Regions from separate parts of the Zea mays genome. Here region 2 is linked to region 1. A link is a contact called in public Hi-C data. All regions are on one chromosome and are shown on one strand. Each heading gives the region's core, a stretch centred on a gene start, on an enhancer-like site or on the middle of the called end of the contact. The rest is flanking DNA. Distances are from core to core; before and after follow the strand shown.

What was found. A called contact is a pair of places that touch in the nucleus more often than the background predicts.
Region 2: a Hi-C map of ear shows a contact between it and region 1, with 2.8 times the contacts expected there. The contact joins the promoter of LOC103629107 here to the promoter of LOC103629111 in region 1. A contact is called at or near these places in 5 of 25 Hi-C or Micro-C datasets (ear, leaf, root tip and 1 more).

Annotation. Positions count from the first base shown.
Region 1 is chr6:27,481,543-27,488,134 of Zm-B73-REFERENCE-NAM-5.0, reverse strand. LOC103629111 (probable protein phosphatase 2C 77) reads left to right here and starts at 4,757. Exons shown (of 3, transcript XM_020540200.3): 1 at 4,757-5,497. The coding sequence starts at 4,973.
Region 2 is chr6:27,976,788-27,983,574 of Zm-B73-REFERENCE-NAM-5.0, reverse strand. LOC103629107 reads right to left here and starts at 3,447. Exons shown (of 4, transcript NM_001301482.2): 1 at 3,409-3,447; 2 at 3,030-3,273; 3 at 2,658-2,941; 4 at 1,228-2,018. The coding sequence starts at 3,213. The coding sequence ends at 1,413.

The DNA of each region.
Region 1 (6,592 bases), core at 3,508-6,007:
CCCCGGTAAACAAGTAATGATGGCGCCCCGCGTGCTCCATGACGACGGCGGCTCTCAGCCCCTTACGGAAGCAAGGAGACATCAGCAAGGATTCGACAGCCCCGACAGCTGTCCTTCCATAGGGCCCAAGCACTCCTCCGACGGCCACGACATCACATGAACAGGGTGCCAAAACCTCTCCGACTGCCACGACGACATGTACTTAGGGCTCTAGCTCCTCTCTGCTAGACACGTTAGCACACTGCTACACCCCCCATTGTACACCTGGACCCTCTCCTTACGCCTATAAAAGGAAGGTCCAGGGCTCTCGTACGAGAAGGTTGGCCGCGCGGGAGAATGGGCCGGCGCATAAGGCTCTCGCTCTCTCTCTCTCCCACGCGGACGCTTGTAACCCCCTACTGCAAGCGCATCCATCCGCCCTGGGCGCAGGACAACACGAAGGCCGCGGGTTTCCCCTTACTGTTCTCCCCCTTTGTGTCCCGTCTCGCGCCGACCCATCTGGGCTGGGACACACAGCGACAATTTACTCGTCGGTCCAGGGACCCCCCGGGGTCGAAACGCCGACACCCGCTATCGCTCGGCTATCACCTCTAAAAGCCCCAACCTCGCTGATAATCACTCGGCCACCACTACAAAAGCGCTGGCATCGTGAAAAAGGCAGTCTGAAGCACGGCTCAATGATTCTAAGTCGCTACACAAGCATTACGTTCAAAAACAGCCTCTGCAGTAGGCGTTAACACAATCGACGATCAGCAAGAAGGCAGAATGATACACACAAGAGGGGTTGAAATCATTCTCCATTATACAAGAAGTACTACCGAACTTACAAATCAACTCATTCTGAGCTGATGCTTTCCCTTCTACTACATTACATTTAACTAACTATACTACTAGCTACTACTACATTATTTCGCTAATACTGTTTCTACTACTAATCTACACTAACATCTAAAACCAGTGGCGTCTAGCCACTGGCCTTGTTGCTGCCCTTGCTGCTGCCTTTACTGCCGCCGCTGCCGTCGCCGCTGCCACCCTTACCGCTGCCGTCACCGCCCTTGCCGCTGTCGCCGCCACCGTCACCGTCGTCGTCGCCGTCACCGCCGCCACCCTCCTCGGACGAGTCAGAGGAATTCTCCTTGTCCGAGGAGTACTCCGACTCATCCGAGCCCTCGAGCCCGGCGCGCTCGACGTCCCGGATGTAAGTCCATACCTCCGCGGCGATCCCCTAGGAGTCGTCTGAATCATCAGACGATGCCGGGGGAGAGGCAGGGGCCGGAGAGCCCTCGGACTCGGAGGAGAACTCCTCCTCCGAGTACTCCGAGTTGCCAAAGTCCTCCGAGGGAGGAGTCGGCTCGCGCTTGCGCTTGTCGCCCGAGTGATGCGAAGAGCCACCACCTTTCTTGCTCTTGCCCATGGCGGAGTGGAAGGAAAGGAGATGAAATAACAAGCAGTAGCAAGAAATGTGAAAACACCAGAGAAGCGAGAGCACTATTTATAGAAGAAGAAGGCAACCGCTCACCTCTTACCACGGCTACCGAACAGTCACAAAAATTCAATATGCAATTCAAACCGTCTGAAGACACGTCAGGCGGCTGACGCCGTTTCACGTAACACGACACCCATTGGGACTCCAGTCAACTGCACGGGCGATATGATTACACCCGCGGTCACATCAAGTTACTACTCAGAAGCAGTCTGCTAAACGCTCAGCGTACCAAGCCGTCCCTTGCCTACACCCATTAGGGGGGACGCCCAGAAATTATCAGTATATTTTCCAAAACTGTCACATCCGTACAGTATATGCAATGAATACTCCAAGACAAAAGAGAGATATCAGCAAGGATCAAAGGAAAGCCAAATATAGCCGATAAGGTACAAATCCAATCGACAGAAGCATCAAAGCACGAAGTGACATGAAGACTAGTCAAGGGCCATCTATCGAACATCCAATCAGTCACAGATCAAATAAATTGCCAGACCTAGCAAGATATGGGCAGATCGTGTACTTGGCTTCAGAGACAAAAATGTATGCTGACCTCTGAAGCATAACATTGATGACATAATGCTGACCTCTAAGGCATTCGACAAAAGAAAAGGATGATTCCTAAAGAAAAAAAAGAGACACCATGAGATGAAGACCTCCGAGTGGATTATTTTCAAAAATCCACTCGAAGCTCGGGGCTACACCCATTGGGTGCACCTTTGGTGCACCCAATGAATCATCATCCCCGAAGAAGCAAAATGTTGACCTCTAAAGCACAAGGCAAAATTAAGACAAGGCTGACCTCTGAAAAAGCACGAGTGGAAGATGAAAGTGGTTTCTGATAATACTTGAAGTGAAGACCTTCGAGTGGATTGTTTGCAAAAATCCACTCGAAGCTCGGGGGCTACACCCATTGGGAGTCCAACAGTGCAAAATGCTGACCTCCGAAGCATGAACCTGAGACAGAACGCCAAACTTCAAGGAATAATAGCAGAAGAAGACACTAAAAAGAAAACGTGTTAACCGGATCACACAGAATTCAGAAGCAATGGCCCGACAGACTTATTTCCAAAGCATTCCCTGTTAAAATCAAATACTGCAAGCTGGACCTAGGATCTTTGGGTCGTTTATTCCAAAATCATCCCAAAGATCGGGGGCTTGTGGGGGACAGATATCCCCCGGGTCCACTAGAAGGATAAAAGACCTCACGAAAGGCCCAAGGGCCCCATAATTCGTAAGGTCATCCCCTCGTGGGCCTGGGAGGAACGACCAGTGGAACGGATTAGCACAAGGCCGGGTCGGCGCAAACCTAGACGGCCCAACAAATTTGAGCAGTGATCGCAACAGTGACCCGACCTTCCCGCGCAGGGGCCCCGTACATCGGAACTGAGCGAGGATGAGTCGGCTGAACTATAGGAAGATAGACTCAGTTAGTTCGCTATTACTTTGGCACACGTTGTTATCATATCCACATGTAATGCCCCACGGTCAAGTATATAAGGCCCAGGGGGCATCCCTTCAAGACGATCGACATCATTCATCACTTAGCCATCCACCCCTCTCTACGTTTTCCAGCACTAGAGAACTCCCTTGTAACCCATCGCATAAAGCATTCCAGCCAGGACGTAGGGTGTTACGCATCTTAAAGCGGCCCGAACCTGTACATCATCGTCTACTATTTCTCGTGCGCCCAGCACGAACCATCGAGCTACAGTCGGTAACACCGTCCTATTCCTAAAAGCACCTTGGGGGGTAACCCTGGGTGCGCGGTCGGACCCGAAACACCGACAACGACTGTGATTGAAGACTTCTATCGAGGATCCAACGACTCGGCCTTCGTCCGGGCCATACTTCAAAAGGCGCTGCCCACCTTCGAACAATTGTTCAGGGAAGCCGACATTTACATCACCGCGGATGAGCGGGCCTAGGACCTCATCGAATGTTGGAGACTGAGCCATCGGAGTGAAAGATGTCACTTGGTTTTCTAACGGTCCCCTACCTGACACACCAACTGTCGTGGTTTCAGAAACTAGGGGACAATAATATCTGTGTTCGGTGGGGGATGCTAGCGCGGACTCACTCCAAATGATGAATCGTTGGGACTCGATCCTAGGGTTTGAGACAAAGAGTTTATACTGGTTCAGGCTTACGCCCTAGTCTAGTGTTGTGTTGATCGTAGTATTGCCTTAGAGTGTGTCACAACTGCTATGTGTGTGAGAACCTTTTTATAGTTCAAGGGTCAACCTTACAGGTGAGACATGTTCTCTATTGGTATGGGGGCGATCTGTTCCCCCCTGGGTTGATGTAATGTCCCTTACGTCGTATGTGGTGTCGTGCGTAGCCGTGCTCCCAGTATGGCGTACCACCGTGCCCGTCTGCCATACGGATCCCTGTAGCGAGTCTGTTGCTAATGTCTTCATAGTGGTGCGCGGCGGGTCCCACGGACCAGTCTTATGGAGCGCCGTGCGAAGCGTGGCTTCTTCAGTCGTCATGAGCCCTGTATCATCTTCCGTCGTGCGTAGACATACACCCAGTATGGCGTATCGTGACGTCCTTTTCCGGTATGCGGGTCAATGTAGAGACTTCGGTACTAAGGTCCCCTATGACCGGGGTTGACTGGCCCCACAATGTGGTGGGGGGATACATTTGAGACCGTACGCGGGGGCGTCAAGTCATGTCGACAGGGACCTCTCGACACACCTTCAGTGTGTCGCATGTATGTTTGGACATGGCCTAGGGATGACGCGTCTTGTCGTAGCTGATGTGGATCAGTAGTACTAGATTAGGTCATCCGCCTCACCGAGTTGCTTGCTCTGTCAGGAGTTGGTCAGTCGTTCCGCCTCGCGCGGGTATCTGATCGGTCGCGTGGGTACTTCGTGTCACTGGGTTGCTCGACAGAGGTCGGGTTAGGTGCTCCACCTTGCTGAGTTGCTCGGCGAAGGTTTGGTCAGACGCTCCGCCTCGCTGAGTTGCTCGGTTGAGGCTTGGACGATAAGTGAGCCGTTAAAAGGTCATCAGCCTACTTCAGGTACACGGTTTCCGGTACCCGAAAAAACTAAAACCAGCTAACCTATTTTTTTAAAATGATTTTGTTCGTTGTATCCTATGGAGCACCGGAGAAAGATGAACCTAATAGAAACGCTTCACACACAGTCACACACAAACAAAATTGATTGCACCTGCTCGCGCCCGCGCTCGCCGCTCGATTCAATCCTTGGATATAAAAAAAAACTGTAAAATTTGACCGGTCAACCTGATGACCCCTTCTCTCGGTCTCGGATCCTTTCCTTCCCGCCTACTACCTATATATAAACGTACTACGTAACCAAACCCCGTCCAACCAAAGCCACTACGCTACGTACCTCCGCCAGCTTCTTTCAACCGCCCCCCGCAGGAATAGTAGCACACCTAATCCAAGAAGAAGCGCATCGGGTTCGGGTCCTCCAGCCGACGTACGGTCTCCGTTTATCCTGCCGCCGGATCGGAGCGATGCTCCACGGCGCCAGGTTCCTGTGCTCTGCCGTCGCCCGCCTCGCGCACGCGCTCATCCGCAGCATCCTCCTCCTCATGCCCCTCTGCTCCCCGACGTCGACCTCAGCGATCCCCGCGCCAACATGGCAGCAGCCGGCGAGGGCGGCGCCCTACATGAAGGTGCACCCGGCGGGCCCGCTGATGGCTCTCGACGACCCCAAGGACCAGCTGACAGCGCTGTCGTCGTCGGCGCAGCCAGCGGTCGTCGTCGTTGTCCCGGCGCTCAAGCATCAGCAGCCTGCCGAGAGAGTTGCGGAGACGAAGACGGCCAAGGCGGCGAGGGGAAGGCCGACCAGACTTGCCATACCGCCGCCCTTGCCCTGCGCTCCCGGGGTCGACCCGTTCGGCGCGGTGGAGGCAGAGTTGGCCACCGAACTGGAAGTGCAGGGCGAGGGCTTCTGCCTGGCGAGCAGGAGAGGGGTCAGGCACGCCATGGAGGATGGCTATGGGGTTGTCATCACTGATCACGGAGCCTCCCAATTGGTACGGTACGCGCATTTTATCAGCTAGCTCGATCAACTAACCTGCCTAGGTGTTCTAACATCTAACCTGCCTAGGTGTTCTGAATGGTCTAGTTTCTTTTCCAAATGAAAATCATACAAGAATATATCTGACGAACAACGACACGGTGTGGAAGAAATCTACATTTTCTGGATAAATTTCCATGGCTAGTGCTTATTAATTTCGTGATCATCGATCTTGTAAAAACTATAAATTCAATCAATCAATGATACTGATACGGTAGTTTGACCTCATATTAATTTTTGGGATTGAAAAATATAAAAACACTCAAATAAGTGCATACTAGTCTACATATGTATGACTTGTGTGAAATATACACACTCTAGTTTAATAGTTACAATGTATACCATGATCCATTTAAGAATAATTCATCAATAATTAAAACTGAAGAAACCAACTGTGATATCCTGGCCCCTGGGATGGTGATGTCCTGATCCAAGGCTTAATAAAATTTAAAAAATATTCATACCAACAAGATGCATCTTCTTTTTCGGAAGCCTATTTCGAAAAAACCTCCAAGTTAAGTGTGCTTGGCTTGAAACAATTTGGGATGAGTGACCGACCGAAAAGTTTTCTCGGATGCGCATGAGTGAAGACAAAGTGTGCACAAAAAACCTATGTTGGTATGTGAGGATGATATATAATCGTAAAGAGCTGACAGAAGTAAGTACCATCGGTACAGGGATTGAATGAGGTGTTACACCAACATGGCTTTGTAGTATTTTGTTTAATTAATAGGATACAGTTAGCGGTTCATCAATTACCATAGTAAACATACATGTACGGATTTTAAACTCTAAACTCAAGTTGAATGCCGTCAATATTAAAAAAACAAAATTATATATAGCATATGGAATTAATTGTAACTCTTAATAATTAGCTTCTCATGCATGGAGCACTCTTTTGTATTATTCTTATTATGCAAAAGCAACGCAACTAGCTCTTATTTAAGAAACTACTATAGCTAGACGACGAAAGCGAGAACGAGTCCATTGCTTAGCTGCGAAACATCCAAAACATAAAATGTATTTAATTTTTTCCCCTCTCAATATCTCT
Region 2 (6,787 bases), core at 2,198-4,697, 500 kb before region 1:
AGCCGGCTGAGGCACGTCAAGGATTTGGCACACCAGGAAGAGGTGAATCGGGTGCTTGCTAGAAGAGTCCAGGGTATGTGGATTCTAGAGAAATCATGTGTACGATTAAAAAAAAGAAGGTGAGGAGTCCGCGTCGGAGAAAGCTGGTTGAATAGAGAGGAACACGTGGATGGCAGGATATATCACAGGTATGCCATCAAACGGTTTGAGAAAAATGGCCGACATGGCGTAGCTAGATTTGGAGCGTCCGGGCCTGCTTTAATATATAGAAATAGTGTACCGAACAGTCTCTTGCTGAAGACAACCTTAGCTCTTTCCTACGTGTGGTCACGTGGATACCTAGCTACTTTGTTGTTTATCATTTTAATCGCAAATTTTTTAGAACTTTTAAATTTCTTTCATCTTTAATATCTTAGGACCTATTTATTTAGGATTATAACAAGGCTAGATTATATAATCTAGCTTATTCTAAACTAAATATTAGTTTAAAATAAATTAGATTATATAATCTAAGCATATTACAATCTCAACCAAACACTTCCTAAAAAAAATATAGCCCTGTGCAAGTGCAATCCGCCGCGAGTTCCGAACAGACTTGGAAATTAATGTTTCGAACACGGGTGCATCATCTTCGGAACAAAGAATGTAGAGATGACCAATGACCACACATGCCGTGCATAGCAGCTTTCACGTCCAAAAAAAAACTTGCTGTCTTGCTGGATGGATAGAGATTTTTCCATGAGTGTTTTGGAGCACGAGGCGAGGCGTGGGTTACGTTACCTGCACCTAGCGGCGGCCACTGCAACGCATGATGTGACCTGTTTGCTGATGTAGAGATGAGCGGATGGAGCTCGTCGAGCGAAGAGGAGAGCCTCTGCATGCCCCGTCACGTACACGTCGATCCAGCAGGAGAAGTCCCAATCTCATCACCGTCGCCATCCATCACATAAAATATTACCACCTGCTCGTACTCGCTCCTGCTGCTGCCATGCCACAGCAGCACTGCAAAGAGAGGAGAGGAGGCATGGCCGCATGGGCATGGCAATGGGGAAGTGACGTTCGGAATGACGGACGGATGGACGCATGCATGCAAAAAGCTGAGGCGCCGTGCCCGTGCCATGGAAACGGCCGTGTGGACCTGTAGCCTGTAGCTAGCATCCACTGCACGAACTATGAGTACAAACTCCTACTAGTACGCTTCGATTCGTACACGGCACACATGAGACATCTAATCCACGAACAAATAAAGCTGCTACTGCAGTTAGATGAGAGACTACAACACAGTTACTACATTACTTAGAACGACGACCCAGTCACTTACTAGCAGTTGATTAACCAAGCTTAACGTACAACGCATGAAGAAACCACTACTAGCTAGATAGATGGGCACAACCATGTAGTGCAGCGAAGAACTAGAAGCTCCAGCCGAAAGCGCCATCGAGCTGGCCGGGGCCGACAGCCATCTGCGGTGGCGCCGAGCGGCCCTCGACCTTGACCTCCATGCCGCCGGCGGGGAGCCAGTGGAGAGCCCCGCCGCCGCCCAGACCGCCTGCTGAGAGGAACGGTGGAAGCTGGAGGTTGTCCTGAAGGGAACGCAGGCTCGGCAGGAAGGCCGGAGGCGGCGGCTGCTGCTCGAACGGCAGCGGGGCTGCGTTGTACGGCTGCCCGATGCCGAGCGCGGCGGCAACTAGGGGGCCGTTAATGGTGGCAGTGGAGAAGCAGGGCACGAGCTCACGGCCGGTGACCAGGTTGCCATGGTTGGCAGCGCCGCCGCAGTAGGAGCTGGTGTCGCCGTCGGCGGCGCCGGCATTGGCCACGGCGGCGGCCGCCGACGCGAACAGCGGGCCAGGCGTGGATGACGACGACGCGCCGCCGATGGAGGCCGAGGTAGAGTCCGAGAAGCAGGAATCGCCCGCGGCGGTGCCGGTAGTGCTGCTAAGGGCGCCGAGGCGGTGCTTGCGGGCTGCAGGTGGGACCTCGCCGGGCTTCTGGAACACCCTCGCGATCACCCACTCGTCCTGAAAAAATAAAGAAACAATCTACAGTTCAGGTGTCTGTCTTCCTTCTACTGCAGACAATTAATAAAAAAATACTCCTTATTGATGAATCTAGTGGCACATGAATGTACTTTGCTGAATAGATTTTATACATGATAAAAGGGGGAGAAAATCATTTTTGATGAATCTAGTGGCACATGCTTGACAGAAAAGATAGGAATTAATACAATATACTACTAGTAGATTTTAATATTCATGAGATATCGATGAACTTGAGAAAGTGCTAGCATATGGAGCATTTATTACACTTCGCTGATACGATCGCATTCGTGGCCACTGGCCAAGAAAAGATTCGAATCCCTGTGCCCTATCTTTCTTCTCCTGCGCTGCGCTGGGCCTGGGCAATGGGCATGCCATATCCACGCACGTTAGCAGCTAGCAGCAGCAGAGCTGCAGTAGTACGTATGCTACACGCATGCACTCAACTGATGCCCCTGTGCACACTATACAGCAGCCGCTAGCTCCTGTCCTACTCTACTCGTAGGCGTAGCCATGCGATGCTTGAGTGAGACTCCCTTCTGCCCTCTCGTCATCATTACAATGTGTCTCTAGTGCTGTACTGTGTGTATTTGGAGTATTGTAGAGAGAAAGGGTACGTACCCTTGTGGAGCTGGGGAGGAAATGGTAGGCGTAGGCGCCCTCGAGGCGGTACTCGTGCATGACCCAGTGCGTCTTCTGTCCCTTGGGGGCGCGGCCGCGGTAGAAGACGAGCGTCTTCTTCATGCCCACCAGCGCGCCGGTGCGGCCGCTGCGGATCTCGCGGTCCTTGCCGGTGGCCTTCCAGTAGCCGGCCACCGTGGCGCGGTTGGTGCGCAGGCCCGTCGGGTACTTGCGGTCGCGGAGGCTGTAGAAGTACCACTCCTTCTCCCCCATCTTCGCCTTGTCTGATCAGATCAGATCACATCACATCACGACAAGCTTAATGTCTATTCAATCGGTGGGTGGTCGATGCAAGCAAAGCAGCTCACTCACCCGGGAGCTCCCATGGCTCGCACTTGTTCAGGTCGATCTCCGCGATGGCGCGGCCGCAGAAGCTGCCGTCCACGGCCTTGCGGAGGAGGTAGTAGGTGATGAGCTCCTCGTCCGTCGGGTGGAACCGGAACCCCGGCGGCAGCTCGCCACCGCCACCGCCGCCGTCCAGGCCGAACCGCTCCATCGTCGTGTTGGCTGCCCCCTCCCGGCCGCCGAACCTGCTACTCTTCACCACAGCAGCTAGCTAGCACCAACAAACAAACAAAACAAAACAACACAACACGATCGAGGACAGGAGCATCCATTATTAATTAATGCAACAGCAAGAGCCAGCAGCCAAAGAAAAGGAATGGAAGCATCAGCAATTGTTTGTACGTACCTGTGGCTGTGGAGTCAAGTGAAGGCCCTTTTTTTGTTTGGGGGATGGAGCTCCGGGCTTCGTTTTATAGCCGGCATTGTGGCATGCGCTCGCCAGGGTCCAGGGACAGACAGACAGACAGGGAGGCGTAGTGCAGTGGCTAGTAGGTAGCAAGAGAGGGTGGGTGGCGAGCCGAGTAAATGGCGGATTCGACCAATCGGGGAGGCAAATCTCAGAGGCAGCCGGCGGACGTGACGTGGCGGAGTGGTGGAGCTTTGCTTCTGTCTGGGGTTTTGTGGAAGGATGGACGGTGGACGCACATCGGATCGGACGGATCAAGGTGCTGGAATTCTTTTATTGTTCATTCATCTCGGATGCGAGTCGGAATAACAAGAATCCAGTACGTTTTTTAGTCTTCAAACATTAAAAGCTAAAATTTGCTCTATGGTGACGGTAACATTTATTTATAATATATTAATATAGCAGCATCTCCATCAAAATAATGCTCCAAAGTTTAAAATACTATATAATTTAAAGTGTTTAGTACATTATAGATAACTTGAGCTTCAACAGTTAAACCTTAAATCATATACTCTAGAAAATAAATTAAACTGTTGGTCAGAAAAAGGTTAAGAATAATGTACAAAACATGGATATGGCAATAATATGATATTTAGTATATTTGGGTACTTTATGGTGTGTCATATATTCTTTTGATAAAAATTTATAAAATAAGGCGAGTTTTTTTTTATGAGTTGAGTTTTCTATTTCAAGATAGGGCACTGATTTAAGTTAATATTGGAGATGCTTAAGGGTTCTCGTAGTAAGCTAAGCAGAATCATGCCACAAGTAACTAACCATGATAACTAAGGAGTAGGGTGAAGCCTGGCCCACTACTCTTCCTGGTCCTTTCCTACTGAGGCAGCATCTCACTCGACCGTCCAACCCAATGCAGGATGGTGGCCAAATCACTCCAGCAACCATGTCATTCAATGAAGTACCTCTAAAATTATGCCACAACCAAGACTGAGTATACTAATACTTAGCTAGATTTACCCGGTGTGAGGAGTCTACTCCTCTACCTCTAGACCATGAAGCTATTTGGGTGAGGGGTTTGGTTTGCCAAAGCACTAGCTGAGTCTGAGTCAAATTTTAGCTTTCAAGTTCTAGAATATTCTTTAGACTAGGTTAGTATTCTTCTAAGCATACATGGTAATAAACATTTATTGCAAGCAACACTTTATATCATGAAACCTAATTTCACTTCTTACTCGATGCAGTAGCATGGATCAAGAAGTCTCATTAGCTGGGAGAAGCAGACGATTCGAATCGAGTTTTAAACCTTGCAAGGTAAACCTAAACACACAACACATAGGGGCACTTTGTCCCCACACACATCAATCGTCCCCATCGATTCCTTGGCAACAGAACAGGGCCTCACTGCCTTGGCATACAATGCTCCAATGACACCAACTACCACCGTGCAGTGGCCGCACTTGTACCTATCATCGCTAGGATGGGAGAGTCCGTCTCAAGGACAAGTGAGGATAAAGTCCGCGGGCAGGTTCACTCAGGTACTGGGCTTACTGATTTACCATATTTCTCGATATGTGTTTAGTACTTTCAAACGCTTTACACACGGTACCACACATTAATCCTTATTCCATTCCCATCTCGTAGACAGGGCAACCCCTAGGGATCCATGTCTATAGACAATCATAATTTCCATTGTCAAGATGATTACAATCAAATTCCTGACCTCGGGCGAGTGCTAGAAAAATCATTTGACTTCTACCGAGATCCTTATTTTGACATAATTAGTTACTCGACCTAGCATATTAGTATTCATCTCAAAAGGAACCTGAGTCATGCATCTAGGGTTTTAATCAACTCGTACACTTAAGTGCACAGTACAAGCCTACAATCATAAGTGCAGTAAAATAACAAATATAACGGTCATGCATAAAACCGGGGCTTGCCTTCAAGAGCTGGGGCTGTGGGGAGATCTTTCGTGGTAGGCTCGGGAGCTAGCTCCTGTACTTCCTCTTGCTCAACTCCTTGCTCTGGAATCAACACGTATTCTCTGTCAGCGAGGTTGCAACCTAACGAATGCAATGTGTGAGATACATGTATGTTATGATATGCAAGAAGGTTATTAATGATGCAAGGTGAAGTAACATTAAGTTACTTAGCAAAAAGCGAGGGTTACCTGTAACACACTAAAATCTTGTAGAAAAGCTATTCAAAGGATTCAGATTATAAATGCCTTTAATAAGGAATCTATTAGCTTTGAAATTGTTTCTTAAAAATAAGTAAATGGTAATATTGTATTTTGATTATTCCAAGTTAGATTGAGGTCTCAAAACTAGAAGGTAAATTGTAAATCAATTAATAAACATAAAGATTTTCAATTGCTGATATGGGTGAATTCTTTTCCCTCTCTCTTATGAATTAAGCATTTGTATTATTCAAAGGAATAAAATAAACATTAGGTAATAAAGTTGCATACCATGTTGGGTTTTGATCTCTGCATTCAACTTGTATTTGAATTTCAAAACTCAAATTTATTCATAATTTGTAATCTATTTGAAACTTGAATTTAAAATAGGAAAAATACAAATAGAAAAGAAAGAAGTCTCGGCTTTATGCAGGCCTGGGCAATCGGTTAACCGTTTTTTTCGGTTCGGTTTTTTGGTTTTTTTTATAAATTCAGTTTCTAGAAAACGGTAACCGAAACCTTCTGCAGAAAATCAAAAACCGAACCTTCAGTTAACCGAATTTTTCGGTTCGGTTTTCGGTTTAACCGAAAAAACCCGAACTGGCGAGTGGCCGATTGCACTGGCTGAACTGGCGAGTGGCGAGCCGGCTGCAGAGTGCAGAGTGCAGGCTACTGGTTGGTGCCGCTGCGGGCTGCCCTGGTGGAAGAGGACGCTGGCAGCCTTGGTGGAAGAGGACGTCGGCTGGACGGCTGACCGGCTGCGCCGCTGTGAGCTGTGGCGGGTCACTGGTAGGCGGTGCCGCGGTGCCATGCGGTGCCGCGGTGGCCGGCTGGCCGCCAGGCGCCTAGGCGGACATGCGGTGACTCGACAGGCGGCGGCGCGACACTTGGGTTGGGCGGCGGCGCGAGCTCTAGCTAGGGTTCGGCGTGAATGCGTTTGGGCGAGCAGGCGTCCCGCGTCTGGACGATGGGCATCGCGTCTGGGCGATGCCGCGATGTCGTGACCGGCTGAGTGGCTGACCGCTGTATTGTGGCGTCGTCCCCTCCGGAGGATGCAACGGCGACCTGATAACTCATTATGTATTGTGCCGGGTCAGTGCTGCCGTTGTACTTGGGATAGGTCCCTGTCCGGAAGTTGGCGGGCCAAGGCATCACTTGTAGATGTGGCGCCAGGGGACTTCG